7 separate regions of the Mus musculus genome follow, and all the other regions are linked to region 5. The links are chromatin contacts, called in public HiCAR-type, HiChIP or PLAC-seq and promoter capture Hi-C maps. All regions are on one chromosome and are shown on one strand. The core of a region is the stretch at or near the end of the contact, and the rest is flanking DNA. Distances in the headings are between cores, read along the strand shown.

Region 1 (2,700 bases), core at 76-2,575, 1.9 Mb after region 5:
AACACCGTCACTTCATCACACCTAATGACTGCCTGTGAGGACAGACTGCATCCTCTATTTCTGGCATTTCCAACAACAAAACTATGTGCCTTGATGCCCAGCCTAGAATCTGAACCTATTTTCTAACACTTATCTGATTTTTGTTTTCAAGAAAGGTCAGATAAATGAGAAAAATATTCTTTTCAGCTTCAATGTTGACCCAGAGCTAAGATTGTTAAGGACTTTCTACCCATTATTCTTGATCTCTCCCCCTTTCCCTTAAATGATTCAAGTCAGCGAGCCTTTCACATACCCAGGCCTCTGCATCAAGATGGTTAACATTCTTAGACTGAGGCCGTATGGTGTAAACAAAATAAAAACAACAAAACAACAGCGCAGTGATTCCATTCTCTCAACTGTCCCTTTTGCCAGTGATGCAGTCGGCTTGACTGACTCTCTTTACAGCAGCTACCTTCCTGTTAAGTTTTTTTTTTTTTTTTTTAATTTGGAAATAAAAAGAGATCACTGACAATTGTTTTTCAACACAACAGAAAACAACCAACCCACTAGCAAACACTAAAATGGCAGCATTAAACACAGTGCGAACAAGTAGTTATAGACGAATACCTGGGATTGCCAGATTGGAAAGGGGGACGTTGTGGAGGTGAGCGGGGAGCGAGGCCATCCAGTCGGCATTGCAGACCTCCGAGGCTGTCTTTGTCCCGCTGGGATTGGGAGAGCAGATGGTACCCATCCTGAGTTTCCTTCTGGCCTTTCTAAATGCAAGCATCCCTGTCGTCCACGATTTAGACAGGCTCAGTCTAGTGCCACTCACTCTGTGGTCATCACCGCTCGGGGCTCTCTAAACATTTCAGAGCACATGGGTCACGCCAGTCTTTTCAAGATCCTTTTCTAGCTGGGAGATGGGTCAAATAGGTGCTCCCCTGCCTGCTGCTCCCGCAGTCCCCACCCTCTTCGCCTTGCCACTGAGATCCACTCCTTTAATCTCCTCAGTCCCTGGTCAGTTAAACTTCTTAGTTCCCCTCTGGAGACGGGGGAGGCAGGCCCGAAGATACAAACCTTCCTGAAACCCACAACATCCAGGAACAGCCACACCCGGAGCTACTCACACGACAGGTGCCCACAGGGCATAGAGACGTGCCAGCGGGCTGCACACACGTGCGCACCCGGGTTGCACCATCTCTTGTTCATGGGTGCTTCCGTGGGTTTCCCCGGGCTGGTACACAGGCTGGGCCTGCCTGCACCCCCGCCCCCTGGCTTCTCTGCCCACTGCCCTGTGCTTTTCTGAAGGGCTCTCAGAAGAGTAACCGGCAGCCCCGGGACTCTGGCGGCCCCGCCCCGCACTGCCGGGCAGATTTGCCAGACTAGGCGAGCTGTGATTGGTCGTTGGCGGGATTCTCTCTGATTGGACAACGCTCTGAGGGCCCGCCCCTACATCGCGCTCCCACGCCTCCCCTGCTTCTTAGCTCCTCCCCTCTCCACTCCAGCGGGGTAGCGAGTGGACAGGTCGGGCTGCGGCCTGCTGCTCCGGAAGGGGAGATGTGCACCGTGGCCGGCTGTCCTCAGATTGATCTTTTTCTTGTAGATCTCTGACGCGACCTCAAAGGTTTCTCCTCTCTCCCTCGGCCTTACTCTCACTGCGGTGAAAATTACCCAGAAACGCGCTACTTTTTTTTTTTTTTTTTTTCAAACCACCGTAGCAGCAGAAACAGGAGAGCTAGAGAGGCCAGAGAAAGGTGCTGCTGCGGCTCCTATTTAGATGGCAGCATCAAAGCAGGTTTGTGTTTGAAACAATGCAAACTGACAGTTCTCCTGCACAGTCCGCTGAAACTGGCCAGTGCCATTATTTCCGTTTCACAGAGGAGGAGATAATGGTGCTTTGGGTTCCTGTTGCTGTTGTTTGAAACCTTTTGAATTATTTGTCTCACCTGCTCCTCACAGCATTACCACAAGACTCAGAGTTGCTGATACACTTCCTCGAATGGATGAAACAGCCTGAGGCAGGTCACGTGGTGGCAGTCTGTGCAAAGTTCATTTTGAAATGAGGTTCCCTAACTCGGTCTGTAGAACACAGACCCACTTCTCTGCTTCCTGAACTGTTCCCACTTCAAATAGTATTCAAATGTAGTACAGAGTTTTATAATCCGATATTGTTAGTTAAAATTTGTAGTTAGATTTATATATTTCTTGTATGCGTTTTTCTGTGAGAACATGCATGTGTGCAGTTCAGAGGACAGATTACTCCAGTTCTCTCCTTCCTTGAGACCGTCCCCGGGGCTCAGATCGTCAAGTTTGGCAGTAAGCACCTTTACTCACTGAGCCACCTCCAAGATCTGACCTGCATACTTTGCAAAAAATAAAAATAAAATAAAATAAATAATAAAAAAATACTATTTTGGCAAACAGATAATTTTATTTAAAAAATTTTAAATTAAGGTAGCCTTTTATAGCAAGAAGGACCCTAGAGACTCAGGAGGGCCTTAGGGGAAAAGAGAACAGTGGCCAGAACTCTTAAAACTCCTGGAGTTTATGTATAAAACCCTAGGGCAGCTGTCGTTTAATCACCAGATGACCTCCATTTTACCCCTGTATCCCAGGCTACCTGTCTTAGTTAGGGTTTCCGTTGCTGTAAAAAGACACCAAGTCCAAGGCAACTCTCATAAAAGACATTTAACTGGGGTTGGATTACTGGTTCTGAGG
Region 2 (2,700 bases), core at 121-2,620, 1.1 Mb after region 5:
TATGATGGTCTGGAGTTGACAGAGTTTATTTGTGGTTTGGATGATATCTCGAGCTTTAGGATGGGTGGTGATTCAAGGCTTTTCTTCGAAACCTCTTAGGCTATTTTAGAGGTACATTGAGCCTTGTTTCTACTGCCAACAGGAGTTTTGCACCCCATTCTGAGCAAGGAAGGGGGATGAGTTGTATAAAATGAACCATAAGCAGGGTGCTTCCTTGGTCAACAGTGCAGATTCTAGGAGCTCTGCAGACTACCTGTATCATCTGGCGTACCAGGGGTGCGTGAGCATCAGCATGGATTGGCTGAGTTCCTTAAATTCTGGAGCGGCGTTCACTCATGTTGGTATTCCAGCCACTGTGGCTTATCTGGACAAATATGCAATAGGTACCCTAAATGGAGTTTGGCCTTGGAAGGGTACCATTAGCCTCTGAGGGAAAGATTTCTCAATTTCATTCAATGAGTTAAACTGCACAGGTGCCACCTCTCCATTTGGAATTACCAAATTCCTGTTGTTATAAGCTAGTGATTGAACGTGGGCTGCGTGCCCACAGCCCCTCAGCAACCCTGAGCTATCCAATTTTGAACTTTTTCCATTTCTTACTTTACTGCTTCATCTCGACAACAACCACATAAAGCATGCGGAAAATGAAAGTTTCCTCTAATTGGCACTCAAGTGCTCATTTTGCTTAGAACTTTAATATTTAGGAAGATCGTGTAGCTAGTACTAACGGCAAGCATGTATTCCGTTGATAGGCATCTACAGACTGAAGAAGGAGGCCCTTCCCTCTTCTGTTGATGAAATGCACCCTGTCAGTCATTTTCTCCATAACGTCAGATAAGTCTTCATTGGTTTCATGACAAGGAACATTCTCATCTTACTGTGCCTTTATGGGAGCATGGGGGGAGGGTTGTAAGATACATTACACTGATGAAGTATCATAATCACAAACTATAAAAAGGGGAAATATATGCTTACCATAGGTACTTTTTGTATGAATTTCCTGACCCTGATTTGATCAGAATCTAAACCTAAAGACTGTAACAATTTAGATCTTTTTTTTTTTAAGTTTAATTGTTCACTTTGAGAAAAACCTCAAGGTTATGCAAGAATGGTGGCAGAGCGGAAGCAAGGAGCCAGCTGCTTTGCACATCAGAGGGCTTGAAAGAGAACAGCAGGTCGGATCAGAAACAAAACCACAGCAGGGCCTCTTGCTCTCACAAATCCTTCGGACTACTCACACTGTCCTCTCCCACCAGGTCTCCTGATTTGATTTAAATTAATTAATTTATTTTGGCCTAAGATGCTGCTAGTGTGAATAACGTGACCCAGCTCTGAAGATCTCTAGGGAGGAAGAGGAAGTTTGCCCTTACCTGACACGTGCTGGGAATGAAGACAGTGCCTGCCATGCTTGGGACTCCTCGGTTATTTAGGGAATTCTTCATCCTCCATCTGGGCCTCTGGAGCATCCTTTGTGAGAAAGCTACTAAGAGGAATGGTAAGGGACCTACTAAGAAAGCTGGTTTTCTTCCTCGGGGTTCCTGTCAGTGATAGTTGAGCTTGCTCTGTGGAGAGGGATGTTCATGTCCAGGGCATATATAGCTCAGAGTGATGAGTCCCTTTTGCTTCTTGAAAACGCTCCAGGATGTGAGTGAAGTTAGGACATGCTACTCACCTGGCTACAGAGCAAAAACTGATCCATAGCTGGAGCTAAGTTTCCTAAAACCAGGTCCTGATGGTAAGTGAAGAGATTTGAGCAGATGTTATAAATGTGTCAGTACAGATTTGTCACTATTACAAAACTCTCTGTGGCTGCCATGCTAACAGAAAAGACTTGTTACGTTCATGTCTTGGTATCAGATGTCAGCAGGATGTTGTAGTGCTTACTGGGGTGGGAAAGCTTTTGGATACTTGTGGTTATAGCTGTGGCCATGGTTACACTCAAATAATGTTCAATCTAAATAGACTGCCTCCTTCTTTCTGTGGGGTATACTATGAGAATACTGTGGGGTGTACTATGAGAGTACTAAGCAGGCTTCTCGATGTGAGGCTGAAGAGTAAATCATGAGTGTCGCTTTAGTTTGTCTGGACAGGATGATTTGTGAATGGTCGCCAACTGAAAATAGGAAACAATTCTCCATAGTTTATGAAGACAAGGTCTGTAATGCTTGGGATCCTTGGGTTATTTATCTTCCACCATCACACGTGTAGCAACTGGGCACATTCGTGTTGGATTGAAAAATAGAACCACTGAGGTCCTGTGGAATGTCATCTTGAAATCTGGAACTGTGAGGTTTAGGATTCAATGATCTGATGTCACAAGACCACCTAGCCAAGAGCAGAGTAGAACTTCTTCTTAGTCATTCAAGCCCTTGTTTATTATTACCCACCTCTGAAAGACAAGAGGAGTCAAATATTAATTCTATTTAATTCTAAGGGACCTCTTGCAGACTGGACTCTGTGAAACAAAGGAAATATTTTTAATTTTATAGCACAATTGGGGTTGTAATTCGCATTATATTCTTCTACCCAGTATGTTATAATCTGGTATTTATTACGCACAGAAACTTGGTTATCAGGTGGGAGTATTTATTCCCTCTGCTACTTACATTATGAACTCAGTTAAGTTTCTTCTCCTTTCTTAGTTTTCCTTTCTTCATTAAAAAATATATAATTATACCTAGCAGTTGGCCTTTTCTTATA
Region 3 (2,700 bases), core at 181-2,680, 1.9 Mb before region 5:
TACCTGTCACGCAAGTTGCTGGAGAGTCTGTTATTCTGCATCTCGTCTGTCACAGGAGCTCAGATATTACAGACACATACTAGTATGTCTGGTTTGATTTGGAAAATCTGACCTCAGGACTTCAATTTCTCTTTACCCTCAAAGCTATTTCTTCAGCCCTAATTTTGTTTTCTAAGTTAGGTGATTTTTTTAAAAATAAGATTTTAGAAGGTAATCTCAAAATTCAGTTGATACACACACACACACACACACACACACACACACACACACACACACACACAGTATGGAATAAAAATATATGAGAAAATACCTTTCATACATTTCATTCAAGGGAACAAAGAAATTTGATGGAGCATCAACATTCTCTATCCAGAGACTGCTGGGAGTTTCAGGGATTATTGACAGGTCACAACCATGAAAACATGCAGAGACATCTCAGAAGAATCAGAAATTATTTCTTTGAGTTTGTGTTTGGTGAAGTGGAGATGAATGCAAGGAAGCCCAACACTGTTCCACATTGGAGTCATGTCAAGGATGGGTAGTTTTATGACTGGACACCTCAATGAATATCATGTACAAAAACCTAATTGTTTATGCAACCGGGCTAAGGACATAGCTGTCCATTTTGTATTTGGACATTGTTTATACTTAGACTGTGTTCAGACTCACTCCTAGTTGTCCTATAAAAAGTACTTTTGCCTAATTTTTGTGCTTTGTAAAATGTTTATATACACAGGAGAATTCGACAAAGACTAAAAACCAGAATAGACCCTGGTTGTTAAGGACAGCTTTTCTTTTCCTCAAGAGAAATAAAGATTTCAACTTGACTTTTATAGATATGAGGTGTCACTTAAAGCTCTTTCTTGTATTTTCCTATAATATCAAAGACATGTAATTCCCCCCGAGCCTCATAGAAAGAGAAATTATATTGATTGCCTGCTGCCAGTGAAAACTTCTGCCTCACCCCTGTGTATCAGCTGTAGCCTTACCCTGAAAAGGCTTTTATTGGCTTTTAAAGATGCTTATATCTCCCATTGGACTAGTGGCACTGTTTTCTAATTTAAAATATTTTAATTAAATAAAATCCTTCGTGAGAAAAAAAAAAAAGAGCAAATGCAATCAGCCTGTCAGCTCAGTTGTCCTCTTACTGAACTGACATGACAAGACAGTACATTTGGGTTTCTCACCAGCTCTGCTCTCTCTTCCCCCTCCTTCCTTTAATGGTCTGTCAAAAGGAAACCTCAGCCAGTGTTGGCACTAATGCCTGTTGTAAATAAAGGGAAATGGGAGGAAAGGGGTGGGGGGGAGAGGAGAGGGTGTGTTAGAATCTAGATTTGCAGTTCAATTGCAAAGCTTCTCTCTGAGTGTCTAGACACCAGCTGCCTGGTTGCCATGGGAACCCACTAACTTTGGCTGATGGATTGAGTAGCAGTGATTCTCTGGAGATCTGGGTGGGAGCTTGGTGGTGGGGAGAGGCAGACAAGGGTTGGGATAGATGGAATAGATACAGGGTGTTACAATAACATGGGACACAATAAGGGAAAACAAAAGTATTTTGTGAAAGGGTAACATTAAGCCCGTTCCAGTTTCTCTCAAACACCTTACTCATGGTGACAAGCTATAAATCTGCTGTTCCCAACAGGTGTCAGGACACAGGTTGCTAAAGACAAATAGCTGAGCTGGAGTGATTATATTCCTGTCAACCTCCTGCCAGTGCCGAAGTACTTTAGTGAGCCAATGCTTACCACAGTCAACAGACTCAATGGAGAAGCATCAACCCAAGTCTTGGGGGTAGGAAATCCCCAAGAATGGCTGCCACATTTCAAGTACTCAGCAGTGACAGTTAATCACAGCTCTACACACACACACACACACACACACACACACACACACACACACACACTTGTATTCTTCCCACTTACCCAAATTATATGTCAGGGTTAGGCAGCAGTTTGACTAAGAGAAGGTGGTGACTATGCCAAGAATTGACTAAGGAATGATAGGTTTCCAGTTTAGGACAAAACTATTAACCACACAACGGTATTTTGTTCTCTTATTCACACGAAGTCTACTGTCATGGGAAAGTCTCGGTCCACAGACTCGGGAGCTTTCCAGTCCCTTGCTGGCGCCCTGGTCCCTGCTGTCACAGCTTCCTATTGGATTGGGATTTTCAGGTTGCACTGAAGCTCTCACCCCTTGCCTCTCCCATCACCCTCTCCGTCCCAATTCACACCCTGGCTACATCTCTTCACTCTCTAAATGCAGCCACCCATAAATGCGACCCACAGTCCTTGCTCATCAGAGTTTACCCCTAACTCATACAGACGAGGTTCATTGTTGGCCTCAGTGTTCTGTCTTTTCACAGGCACCTTTCCTAACTACAGTCCACATCTAAAGGAACACTCACTGAGTTCACTGCTGTTTTCTAGGTCACAGGTGGTTTTTTTTTTTGTTTTTTTTGTTTTTTTTTTTGGTTTTTCGAGACAGAGTTTATCTGTATAGCCCTGGCTGTCCTGGAACTCACTTTGTAGACCAGGCTGGCCTCGAACTCAGAAATCCGCCTGCCTCTGCCTCCCGAGTGCTGGGATTAAAGGCGTGCACCACCACACCCGGCTCACAGGTGTTTTTTAATCAGGCATCGCTAATAGATAACATTAAACTTAATCTATAGATGATGACCAACACTTATGTGTTGAATCT
Region 4 (2,700 bases), core at 127-2,626, 1.9 Mb before region 5:
CATTCCACCCCTACAACCAGCCCACAATGTGGTAAAATAAGCTGTATTGACCAAAACATTTTCATGAAACCATTTGTTATGGTAAATGAGTTTGGGCACCACTGCCCACACCCATCTGCAACGATTAATCTTCTGCCAAAACAGTTTTTATCATCCTGTCCAGGCTTTTGAAATGTGACCTCCCTCTCCAATTTTGGAATCAAATTCAACAGTGTTGGCAAAATAGTAGTGACTAAGGCTGGTGTCTAGAAAATTCCTTTCAACCTTTTTTACAGCTTGCATGGAGATCAGGCCAACACAGAACCAGCAAAATCTCTTTCCTTTTGTTGTGTCGAAGAAGACAAAAGGGAGGAGTCAAGGGCTACAGATGTGACTCCAAAGAAGCACTGTTTGTGACTCCCTGTGGCTTTTACAGGTTAGCTTTACTTTTTGTTGTTGTTGTTGTTGTTGACGAATAGGTGGCAGAAGCCCTGGAAAAGTATTTGTCACATGCAATTGGATTCTTTGCAGCTACACTTGTATTTCCCTAAGGGTCCGTGAGTCCATAGAGATCAGCCGTGAGGGGGAGAGATTGCGTGTGACTGTGCATGAATCAGAAGAAGAACAAAAAGATGCGGCTGATGGTGGCAGGGAAAGACTGGAGTTAATAAGCCAGCATGTGCCTGAGGATTCTATCAGGCACAGGGATGGATGACATAATTGTTTTCTGCCTCTAATGATCTCAGAGATGTGGGATACAAGAGAATATTAAAACAAGACAGAAAGATGGAAACTCATTTTCAGCAGCTGTCAACCAAAATGGGATGTAAACTAGGAGAGAGGCATATTGAAATGTTCACAGGGTTCACTTCATCAAAATGAGCTTTTACCTCTCCCGGATGTCACGCCCTCCTTTTCTTGAGCGGAAGCAGCCTCCCCCCGCCCCCCAAACTGTTGCTCCTTGTATTCTTCCCACAACCTCTGCTGTCACTCCAGTCTCTCGTCACTGTCACCTTGCCTCTCTCCCTTCTTAACATCGTTCAATTTTTTCCTAATCCTCTCTTTCCTCGCCGCAAACATGTTTTTAGTCTCTTTCCTTTCTTCGCTCTATCCCCCTCACCCACCCTCACTTCTGCCATTAATAAGTAACTGAGTGAACCTGGAAACCCTTTTTGTGATGCCAGGAGTTGAATGGAAACGAAAGGAAAAAAAAAAAAAAAAGTCCCTATGAAAAGCACTCCAGTGTCCCCGCCCCGCCTCGGGTGCGGGTGGGCTGTGGCGTCTGCGAAGCCGCGATGCTTGCACGTGCCACGAGGGGGCAGAGGTGCGCGCCAGCGAGCCCGCACCGCCATCCAGCGCGGCAGGAAGTGCTTGGAGGGCGGGCGCCAGCGGCTGCTCTCTTGGCGTCACCCATCACCGCTGCTGACAGCCGCGTAAGGTTTCCGCCTGCTCCCTGGATGTCCACGGATGGGCGCGGCGAAGAAGCAAAGGATTCCTGATGCAAGCGGGAGGGGTAAAGTCTGCCTCAGGCCAATACAGATAGATCTTTTCCCGAAACAAAGGAGCCAGTGGTGCCGTTACGATCAGAGCATCAAGAAGCATAGCTGGGGGAGCCCCTAGGAGCCCAGCAGCCTACCGAGGTCCCCTTTGCTTCCCTGCCCCAGCTCTTCCCCGCCTGCGATGCAAGGGGGTCACATTCCTGAGCTCCTCAGTCCCCTTCCCAGGTAGCTGGAGTAGCTGGAGCCTTCATCTTTGTTAGCCAGGTCACTGTGAATCCAAACAGCAGCTTGCTTGGCCTTTTGGGTGACAGGCGAGATTAGAAGTAGCCCACAGGCTCCGTGTAGGGGAAGGATTGATTAACATTCTTCCCCTGCGGGTTCAGTTTCCTGCAAATCGCAGTAGGCTCAATTCAGCAGCAGATGGCGGTAACGCTTCTGTCAACCTGAGGATTCTCTGTGGCTGGACACACAAGTCCACACACACACACACACACACACACACACACACCCCACCCCACACCATGTATCACATACCACCACGCCTTAAGCAAGCACACTTTGAGAGTCTGGAGCCCCACAGAGATTCTGATCCCTCCAATAAATTTCCAAAGCAGGATAGGATGGAGAGAAAGACCACAATGATGGCAGAGTAATAGCCATTTGTTGGCGGCTCTGAGCCAGGTGCGCACTGCTTTTACAAGACGGGTAGTAAAATAACGGTGTTCAACTTTTATATGATGAGGTAAGGTTAGTTAAGAAATTAACTGCCCGCATTTTCCTTGCCTTTAAGTTGTGAGAATACACAGGTGCCTTTTCCATTCAAAGAAGGTAACTAGGCCTGATTCTCATTCTCTCTCTCTCTCTCTCTCTCTCTCTCTCTCTCTCTCTCGGAGCAGACGGCTCTTCATTTATTTAATTATTTATTTATTAGCTTTTAAAGGATTAGAATTATTCGACCGACTGCTTTTAGACAGGATTCCTCCTGTGCTAATAGTGCTTTAAGAATGAGGATCTTGGTGTAGCAGTCTGCCGTTACAGCTTTTCCCAGAGGAAATATCTCCAGACACTGCTTCTCAAGGATGGTCAGAAGTGGGACCCACCCGAGGGACTGGTGCTCCTGTAGCGTGGAAGAAATGGCTTCCTAGCCGTTGCAGGACTGTTATGCCGTTTGCACAGCCCCTCTACGGGACTGCTTTTCACCTGATCAATCCTGTCACACGTT
Region 5 (2,700 bases), core at 123-2,622:
GTGCACATAAAATGGAGTACAAAGGGTTGGGTAACCCTAGGCAAAACCATTTCTGTATTTTCACAAAATATTATGCACTCTCAAGTCTGAGAAGGGTCACTTGAATTTTTTAACAAATGCAAAAGCGAATTAAGAGCACAAGCATTACTTCACAAATTTTAAACTGACTGGGAAGGGCAATTATGTAGGACTTAAAAGAAATGTCAAAAAGGAATGACCCACAGGCAGAAAACATGAAGTCAGTAATGTCTAGACTCGATCTTCTAGTCTTTAAACTATACACACATGGATTTGGATTAATGATGTTTTCAGCCTGATCAGTTTCCGTAAAATTACTTCCCCTTCGGGAAAACCTCGTCACTTTCCCATAAGCTAGTCTGGGTCTCCAGCCCAACAAGGCAACACCACCTTTCATCACCTTCCCAACCAACCGAGACTGTCGCATTACCAACACCCTGTTCTGAGGAGAGTACAACCACCTTCTCTCCGAAAAAAAAGGTGTAAGGCCCGCTCTTACCCTTCCAGTCTCATCTGAAGACTCCCTGAACCTCTGCAAGGATGTCGGCAAACCCTTAGGATCACTGAGAACGCACATTTGTGGGGAAAGCCCTTCAGTGTGACTCTGCAGTGAGGGCCATCTCAGTGACATCCCCTCCCAAGCCTGTCTCACCGGAGACGCCTCTGCCTCCCGGGGTTTTCCTACCATCCGGATCACCCGGGCCATGGCCTTTCCCAAGGAAGGAGTTTAGGGGAATGGGATCCGTCGGTTGTTGCAGACCCCCAAGAAATAGCTAACACAATCCTACCACCTGAATCAGCCCCAAAGGCTCCAAATAGGGAACCATAATGGCCGTACTCGCTCTCAACCCAGGGAAAAGGTGGGCATCATAATCCCTAGTCAATGGACCACGGTGATGGTGAAGGGCCAGGGGTCTAGCAGAAATGAGCTCCTCGCCCGTGCAGGAGGACAACGGAAAGGGAGCCCCAAGCATCCGCAGGCCGCGATTCACACACCCTATCTGCTCTCACCCTGTCAATCGTCCCCACCAGCCACGAGTTACCTGTCGCACCTCACCTGCCCGGGCTCGAAATGCAGAAAGTGTACCTAGACGGGACCCAGAGGCTCTGTCACTGAGAGAGGGGAAGTCTTCAGCTGCAGGAGGCGGGCCAGTCCTAGCTAGTCATGTGTCCTCAAGCCCCACCCCGCTTCCCCTCGCCCGTCACGCCGCGTCTCGCAGGCTTAAATCTTTGCGGACCGCCTTGGATGTGAATGGTTCCGCGACTTCAGAAAAGCGTTAGTTTCTTTTTCTTTTCTTTTTCTTTTTTTTTTTACAATGACGGGGGTTACAGAAACTACAGTACAGAAGACGAGGATGGCAAGGGTTAAAGTGCATTGCTAAGGAAGTGACGCTAAGTCACGCTCTAGGGACCGGAAATGGCCATGAGTCCCGCCTCTAAGGCCCCAGTAAAATCCTGGGCTGGAAGACGTTAAGCCTATCACGTGATTTAAAAAAAAAAAAACCCTGTGAGGTTTGCCTGCTGGAGGATCGCCAAGTTATCCGGACCCATCACTACCTTTTGAATTTAAAACACATTTACTGCAAGTTCCCATGGGCTTTCTTACATTGAGAAGAATCCGTTTTACAAAACCCTATTAGTCGGCCAGAGGGTTTGAAGGTCACTGGAGGGCTAGAAAGGAATCGGGGTGGGGGGCGGGAAAGGCTGATCCTGCTGGCTTGAAAGCGAGAGAAGGGTGGAAAGATCCGGATTTTGCCGCCGGAGCCTACCAAGCCAGATCCCCTAGAGAGTGTCGCAAAGGGTGGGAGGAGCTAGCGGGCCGTAGGCCCGGCCCCTGGAGAGCGGGGGGCGGGGAATCCTGGCGGCGCGGAGCACTGCGCCTGCGCGCGACGCGGCGGCCGCGCCGGCGCGTTGAGGGGCGGGGTGAAAGGTCACAGCGCGGCGGCGGGTCTGGCTGGCGGCAGCTGCGGGCGGGAGCCGAGTGTCCCGAGTGCACGTGTGGAGGAGCGGCGGCGGCGGCAGCGCGGCGGCAGATTTCCCCGCGTCTCCCGGAGCCTCAGGGCCTGGCTTGGCTTCTCAGCCAAAAGACCGGCGTGTGGGGTTGAGTGGTCTGAGCTCAGGGCGCGGGCGGAGAGCTCCGGGCGACGAGGACGACGGCGTTGGCGGCGGCTGTAACGACGGCCTCAGCAGACGGGGAAGATGAAAGGGTGAGGAAGGGCAGCTGGCGGGGGTGTGGGGGGGACCCCGGCGGCCGGGGCCCAGGAGAGGGGCGTGGGTCGATGGACAGGGAGAGCGCTGCGGGGAAGAGACGCGCGCGAAGCCCGGGCGGAGGGTCATGGCCGGGCTTCCCCGGTCCCGCGGCTCCCGGAGGGGGGCGGAGGCTAGGCCGGCTGTTGGCGGGCTGAAGGGCCGACGGAGGCAAGGGCGCGAGTCCACGGTTTCACGTGTGTGCACCGCCTGAGATCACGGGGAGGAGGAATGAGGCGCCCGGGGGCCTCTTCCCGGGAGCGCACCACCGAGCCACCTGAAGGTGCTCCTCCAGATCCGGGAACGGCGCTGTGGCCGCGGGCTTTGACACGTTGCGGGTTTTCTTAAGACTTGTGGGCCGTGCAGAACCTTCTGGAGGGAAAAGGAATTGGAATAAAGAGCACGGGGGATGAGTGCTAGGAGCTAGTGACTCAA
Region 6 (2,700 bases), core at 38-2,537, 1.3 Mb before region 5:
TACGTGAAATCCAGGCTTAAACTTACTTCAAGTCTACCAGAATCTATTTTTCAAGTCTATAATCTATAAGATTATTTTCTGTATTAATAACCAATACTACAAATACAGTTTCTTTGTATGGTTGGTGTTTCTGACAAATCCCTTTCGTGACAAATTAAGCTCCTTAAAAAGTATTAGTTCTTATTTTGGCAGGAATTCTTTTTCTTTGTAGAGTGAAAAGCCATTCTTTTTTCCATCTTAGTCCTTTTAAGGAATTCTTTTCAGGAATCTATCCTTGGCTTCCTGCTGGCCTCAGGCCTCACCCCCTTCCTCCTCCACCCCGCCCTTGCCTGACCAGTATTTGTTAGAATTTGGCTCTGGGGAGTACTATGCTGAGTGACAAATGGATGAAGATGAAGGTTTTATTGAAGCATCTGAACTGCATTTAATTTTCCGTGTTGCTTTATTCCTTCTAGCTCCCAGGATATTGAATTTTGTGGGCTTCAGTTGGGTCGTCAGTACTTCAGGCGTTTAGTAATAAGAAACATAATCTGCTTTTTCCGGTAGGATAATAAATCCTCATTGATATTAAGGGCGGCTCTCTGCAGACGGTTTTACACGGTATTTTTCTGTAGAAACACATTCCCTGGGAGTCCTAAAACTGCTCCCGCCTCTCTGTCTCCCTGGGCCTCAGGTCGCCTCCCGCCCAGCGGTCCCTCCCACCGCCAGGATCCTGCTCGCTAGGACATCCACTGCCCGTGACCACGACACCCCTCCTCCCTGCACTGAACCCCTTCCCTCCCCTCCCCCTCTGGGCGAGCCAGACAGCGGGTAACCGCCGCCTCCGCTGGGGCATCCCGGCTCCATAGGCGGCGCGCGGCAGACACCTGCTTCTCACTGGCCGCCGCCGCTGCCCCTCACCCCGCAGTCCCCGCGACAATTGGCCCCGGGCCGCCGCCCGTCATCCTCTAGCCCCTCTTGGAGTCCCGCCTCTATCCTCGGGTCATTTAAGTTTATCACAAATAAATAAATAAAGGAGGAAATAGAAATGCGTAGAAAGTAAAAGCAGTCAGGAGGGGGCGGGGACGTGGATGAAAAGGAGGGTGGGGAAGTGGAGGAGTAAACAACCAAACTTGATCGTGCCTATACTGACCAATCACCGATCACTACAGTCCGGTCTGACGGCCTCTGTCGACCAATAGTTTCCCAGCTCTTGGATCACTGAATAACCAGAGACAGCTGGCCTCTCTACACAGGGCGCTGGTGGGCGGGAAGAGTTGAGAACATTGACCAATAGACTGTTAAAACTGCTCTGAGTGAAGTTTCCGCTCACCAGTTGATGCTTGAGATAGCGGATTGGGTGTCTCCTAGGCCAATCAAAGATGACAGAGATGAGAGAAGGGGCAGTTAGGGGAGGAGCCGCGGAGGGGAGGAGGAAGAGTGCATTTTGTTTATGGGCGGCAACCTCACGAGGGCTGTCCAAACGCTATTGGTCAGCTGAAGCAGCGAGTGGCATGCGAGCCGCCCAATAGTAGGACAAGGTAGAGGTTCGCGGCTTCGGGCGCCCAATGTGGGCCTTCTGCCGAAGAAGTAGGGGCGGGGGGAAGTTTAGGAGTTGAGGAAAGAAGATTAAAGAGCGCGAGGAGGTAACGCCAAAAACTCTAATTTGTTGTGGGGCGGGCGGGAGGGAGGGGTGTGTGCGTGCGGAGCGCGGCCGGGCGTCTACGAGTCGCGGGGAGTCGGGGGTGACGGGCCGCCGAGGAGGGGGCGGGGTGGGGCCGTGGCGCGAGTTCCGAGCCGCAGCCCGGGGCTTCTGCCCCGCCCCGCCCCGCGCGCCCTCCCGCCGCCCCTCCTCGCGCCCGCCCGGCGGCCTCGCGCGACCCTGCGGGGAGGGTCCGCCGCTGGCCCGGGCGGGGCGTCCGGTCGTTGCCACTGCGTCTAGTCTCTCCTCCCCGCTTCTGGAGTCGCGGCTTCCCAGAAGAGGAGCTGAGGGGCACCGGCCGGGGCTCCGGAGCTGTTGGCGGCGCCGGCTCCCGCCCCTCTCCTCTCCCTCCCTCCGCCCTCCCAGTCGCTTTCCTCCCGCGCAGAGAACTGGCTTCGGAGAACCCGGGCTTGGGCGCGTAGCCCAGCCTGCCTTGCTCTCACCCGTAGACAGGGGGGCTTGGCAAGGATTGAACCCTGTCCTCCTCTCTTTAGCCTTTGGGCCCCTTCCGAAACATTAAAAAAAAAAAAAAAAGTTAACGCTCTCTCATACCTTGAGACATAAAACAAAACAAAACAAAATAACAAAACCTACCCCATCCCCAAATACAGGAGTATGGTTTTGAAGTTCATTCAAATGTGGTCCTCTAATTGTTTTAATGCTTTTCCCTGTGTGGGGGGCTCTCAGTGTCCCCCTTCAGCCCCTCCCCTTCCTAAGGATGCAGAAGAGGCAGGAGGCAGGGATTTCGTAAAAGTTGTATTGATAAACACACTTGCACAAGCATATGCTAGGCACACACACAGACTATAAACATTAGCGAAAAACACAATATGGCGTACAGCTACGCTACCTAGCTCGGTAATCTGATGATCTCTTACTCCGAACCGGGTCAAATCAGGTCTGAAGAAGCAAGACAGTTCTCCAGCAGAAATCTGAATGGCATGGGAAAACATTTGGAAGCCTGCACCTGATGGTATAGTCCTCAGAATCATTGGCCCAGATTTAAGTTGAACATGTTA
Region 7 (2,700 bases), core at 28-2,527, 1.2 Mb before region 5:
AGTTAGTTAGTTTGGTTTATCAGGAGTTGTTTTGAAAAAAAAAAGAGACTTCCAACCAGTTCTATTTTCTGATGTTCATCATCCCAAAGCTGAAAATATATCACCACTTTAGAAAAGGCACCTGGGAGTTAGCAAAGGCTATGAGGAGCATGTGGTGGGACCAGTAATATAACCAGCACTATTTTCCTGGAGCTAGTGCATGTGAAAATTTGGTTAAAGGTATAGTATAAAGAGTTTCATTTTTTTCTTTCAAGGAAGGTTTATTTAAAAGCACCAGTTTTAGTTTTTACTTCTAATAAAAGATGAAAGGTTATTTACTGTAGTTTCCGATCCATATTGTATAGAACTTTGTCTTGCTTGAATGGTAACTCCTAATAGGTTTATTTCTCTGGTATACTATGTATTAAATGCATTGCACCTGTTAATACAGACTGCATTGCATTGTGTAGCTGGATGCTTCAAACAAGAAACCAGTCTGCTTTCTTCTAGGGTACTAGCCTATTAGCAAGTTAATTAAACTTAATTCTGTTTTTGTCTTATAGTTTTGTTTATGGTCTTGGTTTATTTACTGAACAGTGATTTCTTCTTTGCAGTTACCAGTTTTGCCTGAGATCAGTTTTCCTATTGTATGGAGTCTGTTTCTTACAGTCTCCTTTAAGACAGCTCTGACTTTAAAATCATTACTAAGCTTTTGTCAGAGCAGATTTGTTGACATTTTTCTCACATTCAAAAAATAAATTTGAAAGATTGCACAAATAAGCTATGTAATTCCTTATTTCCTGCTAATATGCAAAAATGTATTTATGATAATTACACACGTACTGTGTGCCAGAGCTGAAACAATACATTCCTCATAATGGAGCATAAATAAAGAAGGTGGAGCCAGCTGCTCTTAAACTGTTTCTTTGCAAGCAGTAATGCTATAGAGAATATACCTTTTCCCTCTGTTAGTCTGGCAATGCTGAACCTGTTGCTGCATTAGACGAGTTGCGTTTTCCTGGGTAGGGGAAGGAGGGCTGTCTGCTGTCTGGTAGGAGGGCTTTGTCTGTGCCTTTCTCTCTCTCTCTTTCTGTTTTTCTTTCTCTCTCTCCTTCTCTTTCTCTCTCACTGGCTTGCTTGCTCTGTCTCTGTCTTTCTCTCTCTCTCTCTGCCCCCCTTCCCCTCCCTCTCTCTTGCTCTCTCTCTCTCTCTTCCCGTCTCTGTGGTTTGTAAGGTAGGTTGCAGTGTGTGTATATACACAACATCAAGAGCAGGAAAATGGACTCATTAGGGAGGCAGGCAGTCATTACCACTCACACTGTACTTCCAGGGAGACACCGATTATGAGAAGAGAAACTCAGCGCTGGGGAAGAAGGTAGGGGCAGACAACTTTCATAAAAACAACCCTGCCTCCTCAGTCCCCTTGCATTTATCATCTTATTTACTCCACAGTGCTTTTAGGCTTTCTTTCCTGAATTTTAATTTCTGTATCTAAATTTGACAGAGCTAATGCTAGTTTGAATTTTGGAACATCTATAGGAGGCCTACCCTGTACTAATTTTCTTAATTATTTAAGGGTGTGACCTTGTGATTCAGTTTTATTAGTTTAAAAATAATTACAAACAAACCTATTTTTCTTACTAAAGTAATGAGTAAATCAGAATCGTTCACTCTTTTAAAACAAACTCCTCCGTATGTTTGTCTCTTTGCTTTTCTCGTCTGTTTATGCAATTCCATCTGTCTGTCTATATATCATGTTGTCCTTATTTATTGCTAACTGGATTTTGTTAGTTATTTGCCAGTGAGTTTTAGCTGCAGTGCCAGTGTGGGTACTACCAAAATGAGACTCTTGTTCTTTGTTTTACATTGAAGTTTAAAGTCCATATTTACAGTATAGATCCTTTAAGCAGGTTGCATACTTTATGCTAGCATGTTTATTTGATGACATTGGACATAAGGTGAAGGGTAGCCCCTCAGGGTGGGCAAGAATCAAGGAACTATTTTTTTTTGCTACTACACATGTAGAAATAGTGCATCAGGGGGTTATAGTTTCAAAGAAATTGTGGCTATTTTCTAACTTTTTATTTTATAGATAGATTGTTGCATTTATATGGGTATTACTGTGGTTAGTAAGAGTATAAACTTTCTTAACAAGAAGTTTTTATCCTGGGATAGTTTCCTTTTAGTATGTTAGTGCTTGTTTATGCTTAGGGAGGGAGGAGTGGAGGCTGGCCTTTTTACATTTTTTTTTTTTTTAACAAAGTGGAAGCTATGGAGTGTATCAGGCCATTTTGTGCAACAACTGTAAGTATTCCCTTAACATATTTGAGTCCATAAATAATGTATTTGTTATTGCAAATATGTATTTGAGGTTTTTTTTTATTTCTTTTTTCTTTTCATGGTGGGAAAAAAGCTATGCTTGAAACCAGCTTGCATTGTTGAGGAATTTTCTAGAATAGTGCTTTTTCAAAATTTCAAGGAGTAGTTAAATAAGGTGGATGTGAAGTATACTTTTAGATGGACTTCTATTTAGGTTTGTGCAAAAGCAGAACTTTTATTCATCTGATAAAAATTAAGTCAGACAGAGAGGAACATAAATGTTTTCAGAATATACACGAGCAGTGATAGGAAATGAATGCAGATCTGAGGAGATGTTTGATAATAACAATCACCTTTTTGTAATACATTATTTATTTACTATAAGTAGCAGACTTTCCCCTG

Evidence for each region. Promoter capture Hi-C pulls out the DNA fragments that hold promoters and counts their contacts. HiCAR-type assays count read pairs that join an accessible place to other places. HiChIP or PLAC-seq counts read pairs in DNA pulled down with a chosen protein or histone mark. Capture Hi-C pulls out chosen DNA fragments and counts their contacts.
Region 1: an H3K27ac HiChIP or PLAC-seq map of thymic regulatory T cells shows a contact between it and region 5, with 8 times the contacts expected there. The contact joins the promoter of Plcxd2 here to the promoter of Atp6v1a in region 5. A contact is called at or near these places in 5 of 39 promoter capture datasets (the 3T3-L1 cell line, liver and pre-B cells), 1 of 484 Hi-C or Micro-C datasets (CD4 T cells), 2 of 115 datasets of contacts at active chromatin or transcription factors (regulatory T cell precursor and thymic regulatory T cells) and 2 of 9 other capture datasets (adipose tissue and liver).
Region 2: a promoter capture Hi-C map of pre-B cells shows a contact between it and region 5, with 3 times the contacts expected there. The contact joins the promoter of Btla here to the promoter of Atp6v1a in region 5. A contact is called at or near these places in 1 of 39 promoter capture datasets (pre-B cells) and 1 of 115 datasets of contacts at active chromatin or transcription factors (thymic regulatory T cells).
Region 3: a contact with region 5 is called in an H3K4me3 HiChIP or PLAC-seq map of embryonic forebrain, with 4 times the contacts expected there. The contact joins the enhancer-like site here to the promoter of Atp6v1a in region 5. A contact is called at or near these places in 4 of 39 promoter capture datasets (embryonic stem cells, hippocampal neurons, liver and 1 more) and 2 of 115 datasets of contacts at active chromatin or transcription factors (astrocytes and embryonic forebrain).
Region 4: a HiCAR-type map of astrocytes shows a contact between it and region 5, with 8 times the contacts expected there. The contact joins the enhancer-like site here to the promoter of Atp6v1a in region 5. A contact is called at or near these places in 9 of 39 promoter capture datasets (the 3T3-L1 cell line, cranial neural crest, embryonic stem cells and 5 more), 1 of 484 Hi-C or Micro-C datasets (Sertoli cells) and 7 of 115 datasets of contacts at active chromatin or transcription factors (astrocytes, embryonic forebrain, embryonic limb bud and 4 more).
Region 6: a promoter capture Hi-C map of neutrophils shows a contact between it and region 5, with 5 times the contacts expected there. The contact joins the promoter of 4932412D23Rik here to the promoter of Atp6v1a in region 5. A contact is called at or near these places in 15 of 39 promoter capture datasets (the 3T3-L1 cell line, 3T3-L1-derived adipocytes, the C10 cell line and 9 more), 13 of 484 Hi-C or Micro-C datasets (B cells, CD4 T cells, CD8 T cells and 8 more), 7 of 115 datasets of contacts at active chromatin or transcription factors (astrocytes, double positive thymocytes, forebrain and 4 more) and 2 of 9 other capture datasets (adipose tissue and liver).
Region 7: a contact with region 5 is called in a promoter capture Hi-C map of adipose tissue, with 4 times the contacts expected there. The contact joins the promoter of Zbtb20 here to the promoter of Atp6v1a in region 5. A contact is called at or near these places in 4 of 39 promoter capture datasets (the 3T3-L1 cell line, cranial neural crest, liver and 1 more), 2 of 484 Hi-C or Micro-C datasets (cardiomyocytes and muscle stem cells), 1 of 115 datasets of contacts at active chromatin or transcription factors (astrocytes) and 1 of 9 other capture datasets (adipose tissue).

Annotation. Positions count from the first base shown.
Region 1 is chr16:46,009,088-46,011,787 of GRCm38.p6, forward strand. It overlaps Plcxd2 (phosphatidylinositol-specific phospholipase C, X domain containing 2), which reads right to left and starts at 1,326. Exons shown (of 4, transcript NM_001134480.1): 1 at 607-1,326. The coding sequence starts at 769.
Region 2 is chr16:45,222,967-45,225,666 of GRCm38.p6, forward strand. Btla (B and T lymphocyte associated) reads left to right here and starts at 1,371. Exons shown (of 6, transcript NM_001037719.2): 1 at 1,371-1,495. The coding sequence starts at 1,387.
Region 3 is chr16:42,268,066-42,270,765 of GRCm38.p6, forward strand. The region is part of intron 2 of Gap43 (growth associated protein 43); the gene reads right to left. Among named protein-coding and RNA genes, the nearest start is that of Mir6540, 34 kb to the right of the region's middle. Within about 2 kb of position 1,431, at least 62 of the 459 cell types and tissues checked have an H3K27ac peak or open chromatin away from gene starts, as enhancers often do. A contact at or near this core is called in embryonic forebrain, where this site is marked.
Region 4 is chr16:42,188,990-42,191,689 of GRCm38.p6, forward strand. No RefSeq gene overlaps it. Among named protein-coding and RNA genes, the nearest start is that of Mir6540, 110 kb to the right of the region's middle. Within about 2 kb of position 1,377, at least 265 of the 459 cell types and tissues checked have an H3K27ac peak or open chromatin away from gene starts, as enhancers often do. A contact at or near this core is called in Sertoli cells, astrocytes, embryonic forebrain and 5 more, where this site is marked.
Region 5 is chr16:44,137,887-44,140,586 of GRCm38.p6, forward strand. Atp6v1a (ATPase, H+ transporting, lysosomal V1 subunit A) reads right to left here and starts at 1,373. Exons shown (of 15, transcript NM_007508.6): 1 at 1,076-1,373. Naa50 (N(alpha)-acetyltransferase 50, NatE catalytic subunit) reads left to right here and starts at 1,905. Exons shown (of 5, transcript NM_001347239.1): 1 at 1,905-2,225. The coding sequence starts at 2,218.
Region 6 is chr16:42,874,300-42,876,999 of GRCm38.p6, forward strand. It overlaps 4932412D23Rik (RIKEN cDNA 4932412D23 gene), which reads right to left and starts at 1,288. Exons shown (of 4, transcript NR_040521.1): 1 at 1,133-1,288. It also overlaps a transcript of Zbtb20 not described here.
Region 7 is chr16:42,906,368-42,909,067 of GRCm38.p6, forward strand. Zbtb20 (zinc finger and BTB domain containing 20) reads left to right here and starts at 1,278. Exons shown (of 11, transcript NM_001285805.1): 1 at 1,278-1,354. All of the region lies in intron 1 of Gm19522 (predicted gene, 19522), which reads right to left.